Linked DNA regions of Drosophila melanogaster: region 2 is linked to region 1. Evidence: chromatin contacts called from public Hi-C data. All regions are on one chromosome and are shown on one strand. Each heading gives the region's core, a stretch centred on a gene start, on an enhancer-like site or on the middle of the called end of the contact. The rest is flanking DNA. Distances are from core to core; before and after follow the strand shown.

Region 1 (3,376 bases), core at 513-3,012:
AAATGGGTTGTTTTGGGGAGGGATTGCAAAACAGATGGAAAATGAGCGAAACACACAGACGAGACAGAGCCAAATGAGTTTTCTCTGTGAAAAACAGCCAAATGCTGCCTCTGTGAGTTGACAAATGGAGCATGAGAGTCGCTGACATGTTCATATGCAGGATCCATTCTCATATAACATAAATGCACCCAGTGTACACAATAAAAGGAATAAATTAAAGCGCATAAGAACAACACTGTCCAAAGTGAAATATTTATTGTTAAATCTCAACTTTATGCCTATATACTGAATTGTCCTTATCCCAAGGCATTGCAATCAATCGAATATAATGAATTTTTCTCGTTTTGAAAAGTGTACCTACGGCAAAATTGAGAATCGAAAATCTCCGCAAATTCGAGAGGCCTTCCAAACGAATTCCGAGCCTGGGGACCACAATCAACTTTAGTTTCTGCCTTTCTGGCCAACGTCACTGGCCTCACTCTAGAATTATGCAATAACAATGGACGGGCAGTTGCATAATTGATTGATTGAATCCGTATGCAACAATTGGACATGGTGAGAGTGGCTGCGAGTGCTCCTCCAAACGTGAATATTGCTGTGAGCCTGTCTTTTGTGGCCGACCAGTGTGGGCAAGTGGCAGGGACGCAAAACACGAACACAAAACACAAAAACCGCAGCTCCTGGCGAAGGACTCGATCGAAGGCAGAGCAAACAAACAAACAAACAAACAACGAAATGCTAGACAAACCAATCAATGACACAACTGAAAGCCACAACGTCAGCCAAGTGTGAAGAGCCAAGTGGGGATGATGGAGCAGTTGGACACTTGGAAAAACGATATAGCATAGAAATTGTAAATTAAAAGAACAAAGCCAAGCGATTTTGGTTTTAATAGACATTCTGAAGAGTACTATAGTGTCAAAAATCGTGATTACATAAGTTGTAGCATACTTTTGCGCAGCTTTCCTAAAAGTTCTAAAATTGCGTGTCAGGTCCTATAGCCCATTTGGTTGCTTTACATATTTCCCAACATTTTTTCAACGTTCTTGTATGATTTAAGTGCCCAATTTTCTGTGTGTACCCAGGGTCATCGCTCAAGACATGTGTGGAGGCATTGTGGGCACATTAAATTACAGTTTTCAGAGCCAAGAACAAACAATCGAAAGTGCAGACGCGCCTTCAGCAAAGGATGTGGGATGTGGATGTGGTTGTGACCGAGGGTCGATGGTTTGGAATAGCACGACTCAAAGGAAAAGCGGCGCCAATCGGGAAAGCCCCGTCGCCAACCCCCACGTCGAGCCACTGCGTCCTTGGCCACAGTGCTGTCTAATTGAAACTGTCGCCGGCAGAAGCCTGGTCGTAAATCAGGGCCAGCACGCGAAACTAAGCCAAGTCTGTTTCGAGATGTTGCCGCTGCCTAAACAATTAAAAAGTTTTCAATTAACTCGCGCCCAGCTACGAAAATTGGCACTTGTAATCGGCACCTGTTCAACAAGCGTAACAAAACAGAGAGGCCTGCGGATGTTTTCCCGGGCATAGCGATGTTTTTTTTCGGGGGTTTCTGTTCCTGTTTAAATAAGCCTAGAAAGGTGGGGTATGGCATGGGATGGGGGTGGTGGGGTTTGTCACTACCACAAGCAGGCACGTAATACATTTATTACGCGTGAGCACGCCGTTCCCTGATGAAAATCTCTCTCTCTGTGTGTGTGTGTGTGCAAATGAGTTTCCCACATTGCGTTGCATACTTTCGGGGTGGCAAAAAGTTAGGCTTTAAAGAGCAAAATGCAAATGCCGGAGCTTTCTGATGGCTGGGAAAAAGTGTAGTTGGTTGTAGTAGAGGTACTCATTTTCCGTATACTTAACCCTTCTATTGTGCTATAAATCTGTATAGAAAAGTGGTAAGTACTGCTAACACAATGAAAACCCAGCTATGAATTAAATTGTACCAACGTATTATACAAACGAATCTCTAGTAGCGTACATGTGTTAAACCACCTTCTTCAGCTGTGCGCCACACAAAACCCCTTTTCCATGGGCACACAGTTCGAGCGGAAAAGCGGAAAGGTGGCAAAAGCGGGCCATTATCCTGATCCGGTGGAAATTAACTTAGAGCACGCAGCGCCAGCACAAAATGCGCGACTGAGAGCATAATGGTCTGCTGCACATAATTAGCCAGTGGCTGTCCATTGCAAAGGCCATTCAAGTGGTTTTGTGGTCAGTGACCAGCTTTCAGCTGACTCGCAGGGATCCCTCAACTGTCGCCGGGATTGAAAAGGACTCAATTATTTTTTACTGCGCGTAATTAAAAGTCAGCAGAAACACATGGTAGCGGTAGGGGGATCCTGGCTTACAGGATTTGCCCAGTGTCAGTGGCACTGGCAAATATTAATGATGTTAAACCCTCGAGCAATTGCTAATGATGATACTGCCACTAATTCCAACGTTCGTCGACTTCATCAGCAGTTGCCAAGTTAATTACGCTAAGTGAACCATTCCAGCTAAAAGCCATCATCTTCAGAGCTTCGTCTTCAGCATCGCTGAGCGCCTTCAAATCCAGCTCGAGTGGAAATTGTTATTCTTTTTGCATTATTAAAAGTTTAGCAAGACCGGGTGAGTTCATAAAAATGCGCCAAACTCCTGGGCTTGCCATAAATATGCAAAATATACATATATTACCACATTCAGCTGAAACTTTTAATGGCTCTTGGGTCGCACTGAATTTTTTTTGGGCATGTGGCTTAAACTCTATAAAAGATTCATTACTTTTTTAGGCTTGATATATAACATTGGCCAGTCGAAACAGTTAAATAAGAGTTCAATTTAGAATGTCAGTCGCTTGAAAACCTATTCAAGTTCTTAAGAAAAGCGTTCTCCCCAAAATTTCCACTTCTATCGTTCCATCATTTAGTTATCATTAGATTTCATTTGTTATGGATTTAGCATACAGCCCAATCCACCAGAGAGGCAATTACGATGTTGAACCCAGGGATTTCCCATGAAAAGGGCGACATGTGTGTCATGTGGGCCAGGCTATTAAATTTCATTTTATGCTTTCAGTTTTTGCTCCTTGTCCGCTGGCATGTCAATTTGCTGCGTCAATTTATGCGAAAATCCCGCGACAGTTGTTCAACCCTTAGAGTAACTGAAAAGGAGTCCACTCTTTGTTTGCAAGGTCCTTTTTCTTTAGAAGTGCTCGCAAACAGAAAACCAATACATCAACAAGCGACGCTGGCGATGACGCACTTCATCATCAATATTCTATTAATGGTGCAGTTGTTAAAATATTATGATGCCATAAAAAACTGGACTACTTTTTGGTGTGGGATGGTACTTAAAAAATCACTTCAAAATATTTCTCGCTTGTTTTAATACGCAT
Region 2 (3,376 bases), core at 470-2,969, 130 kb before region 1:
TTAAATATTCAGAATATGCTTCTGCTTCTTAACTATAAAATTTAAATATTCTGATGACGCATTTTCTGTTGCATAATAACTTTAAACAACATTTTGTTCTATGCGACGTTTTTATTGCCAACCGTTTGTGTTTCTTTGTGTTCAGCGATTTAGTTGCGGAACGTGCGCATTTAATTGCATAATTTCAGATTTATTTTTAATTCAACGGCCATTGGAGAGCTGCAAGTGCCCCCCAAAACCCCACCGCGAAAAAAAACCCCTGTCATCGTCTATTGGCCGCTGGCTGTTCCTTAATGGGCGGCAACACACCGTTAGCTACTTGGCATAATCGCAGGTATGGGCGAGTCAATGAAAATAAAAATGAATTTGCGAATTGTGCGCACTTAATGAGTTTCACATGTGCGTTTTTAATTAATAACAAAGCACGAACGCCCATTCCCCGCAACATCGGAGCATAGAACACATATTCCACGATTCAGGGGCAGGGGCGCCTTTGGTTTATTAAAATAATTTCCCCGGGTGATTCTGCTGTGGATTTGCATTGTATGTTGGTATTGGGAAATGCCCGTCGGAAGCCAAATATTGCTCTACTAATGCCGACCGCTGTGTTCGCAGGCTAATATTGGATTACTCGCTCTAATTAGGCTTCAACTGAATTTCCAATATCGGTTAATTCTATTTGATCGCCCCGCGGTAGGGCAGTTTGCTTAATTTTTATCACCCCGCAGAGGCAGCGAAATCAAAACAAATTTAATCATGTTAATATAATTACTAAAAATTAAGCCATAATCAACACACGCACACCGGGGAGTACTGTAAGGCAGGCGAACAACACCTGCCATGCCAAAACGCCAAATGGCAAACAACAAACGGCAGATGCTCGAGGAGCAAGGTCCTCGGAATGGGTATTGCGAATGGGGTAAGGCCTGGTGAAATGGGATACATAACACCAAAACGACCCAAATTATTTTTAATTCCCCGCAGGATAAGCGCGCCTGCGACTCCGGAGGCCTTCGCCAGTTACTTGCCTTGCCTGCAATTTATCCTGCGTGCTGCGCATATTAACGAAATGATTATGGAATTCATAATTACGCACACACCATGTTGGTCCCAGTGTGTATTGTAAAATGCGTCAACACATTTGCCAGCCAGCCAGCCAGGATCCCGCAGGAGCCGAGGTCGTCAGACAATGATTTCCCAGCCTCTCAGTCCTTTGGCGGCCCACATGGCGCATACGCAATTTCCACTGCTCAAATATTTGACGCATACAGTATACGGGGTACAGCATACAGCATATAACATATATGGAATATAGCACATAGCACATAGCGCGTGATTAAATTAAATGCCGGGTGAGTTCGAATCGGAACAGTCAGGCGACACAACTAATTAAAAACGCCCAACATTGCGACGTGTCTGGGACCACGAAAGGAATTCGTTGTGCCCAAAATGCGATGGCGAATCGGGGTCATCGGCACCACTTGACCAGTGTCCAAATATGCCAGTGTGTGCGTAATGAACTGCTCTGGCCGCATAATGCGATTATTGTCCCTGGCATTTCGCTCGCCCACCTTCTTGCTCTCCGGGATAATTCAATAAATTGCAATTCCATGCTGCTAATCCGACCCCAGGGCAATTGGATGCCAAATCAAATGCACTTAACTAAACTAAATGCGGCCGACGTAGCTCTCGATTGGCTTGCGCTTCAAAGTAGGCAACGATTTGCTTGCAGCATAAATTTCGCTTGAGTGGAGAGCAGGGAAATTGTTAAAAGGGACCAGGACCGCCAGGACCCAGCGAAAACGATTTTCCCTGGCAAGCTGAAAACTTTTTTAAGTTAATTGAAATTCAACCCAGTCTGGGCACGGTCCACTCACCGGGATGCAGAGATACCTCCGCCCCAGAAAAAGGTTCCGACTTTAGTTTTCGTTTGATCCGAACTGGGATTGCCGCTGACCATTCGAGCCAGGATATTTATGTCCGTGCGTAGGCCGTGCGAAGGGCACAAGCGGATTCAGATGCGGATGCGGATGCGGACTTGTTGAATGGCCCACGAATATGTATCGAGCTTCCATCGTGGCCAGCCTGGGCAAGCAGTTTAGTCAGTGCCTGGCAATGTGCTTAAGTCTCATTTATTTTTCATGGCCCGGCCTATAAAAATTGTAATTTCATTACCACCGACAGGCGGTTGCCACGAAGGTGGGCTTCCTTGGGGTGGCAAGTGCAAAATTGAAACACACTTGAAAAATGAAGGTACCAGGCCAACAACACAACCGCAACCAAACGAACACCAAAGCTGGCTCAGCTCGGTGTCTGCCTCTGACTATGGCCTTTTTATGAATTTTTAAAAATGTTGCTGTTTTGGCGGCTGGCGAATGGCGGCTGCCGACGCTGATTTCGCAGTCATGGGCAGTCCTGTGGCCACAGGACCCAAATGCCCGGCCACTTGTTAGCCATTTTACCTTCGCCACATGCGAGATGGTGAGCTGAGAGCTGGTCAGCCCGTGAGTTGGTGAGCTGGTGGGTGGGTGAGTATGTGGCCAAGGTACTTAACTTAAATGGCAGATACACTCCTTCCCAAGCCAGTCGACATCAATTTAAATTGAATTTTCACTTACCCGAGTGCGGGGCTGCTGAGCATGAGGATCCTTGGACTTTGGTATGCAGCCCAGACACCCGGCAATTTACGTCCTGAATTAGTCTAATGTAAAATTTAAACCTTAACTTGGGCATTTCCTTTTCCGTTTCGACTGCTCATCTGCCTCGCAGTTTTTCCCACTCGCTGGCCAGCGGAATGGGGGTTGAGTTCATAATTGATTAGGCCCGACATTTAATTAGCAGCGAATATTTTTATGCCACTGCGGCTTGGCTTTTGAGCACATTCATAATGCTTTGATGGCACCGCCCGCGTCCCGCTTCAATGTCACCAATTATGCTAATTAAAGGTGCCGTCGGAAAACTCGAGCCCCGAGCTCAACAATGCGCGCAAAATGTCTCCATTTACGAGCCCAGGATTTTGGGGCGGGTCCTGTGGGCTGGTGGCTATTTTTAAACGGTAAATTGACGGGCTCAAAAGGGCCGAGGCTTAAAAAAGGGCTAACTAACTGGGCGGGGCCGGGTCAATTGACAGCCGAGTCGTAATTATCAAAATATGTAGAAAATGGCTGGCTGGCTGGGTGGATGGGTGTCTGAATGGCTGGTTCTGGGCCTTCTGGAATTGACAAATTAACATAAGAATGGTTGGCGGTGAGTGAGCAGCTGAAGAAAAGGGAAAAAGGAAGCAAGGAAGGATAACGTTTACGGCAGGAAGGCGGGCCAAATCCCAATTTGCCGTATATCTTAAGCCTGCGAGCGGTAACGAACCTGTTGATGAATC

What was found. Hi-C and Micro-C count contacts between places; a contact is called where the count stands out from the background.
Region 2: a contact with region 1 is called in a Hi-C map of the Kc167 cell line, with 2.2 times the contacts expected there. The contact joins two enhancer-like sites. A contact is called at or near these places in 4 of 107 Hi-C or Micro-C datasets (the Kc167 cell line, the S2 cell line and wing imaginal disc).

The regions. Positions count from the first base shown.
Region 1 is chr3R:27,616,992-27,620,367 of dm6, reverse strand. All of the region lies in intron 2 of Tusp (tusp,), which reads right to left. Among named protein-coding and RNA genes, the nearest start is that of CG5612, 7.3 kb to the left of the region's middle. Within about 2 kb of position 1,762, at least 15 of the 39 cell types and tissues checked have an H3K27ac peak or open chromatin away from gene starts, as enhancers often do. A contact at or near this core is called in the Kc167 cell line, where this site is marked.
Region 2 is chr3R:27,749,249-27,752,624 of dm6, reverse strand. No RefSeq gene overlaps it. Among named protein-coding and RNA genes, the nearest start is that of Ets98B, 14 kb to the right of the region's middle. Within about 2 kb of position 1,719, at least 3 of the 39 cell types and tissues checked have an H3K27ac peak or open chromatin away from gene starts, as enhancers often do. A contact at or near this core is called in the Kc167 cell line, where this site is marked.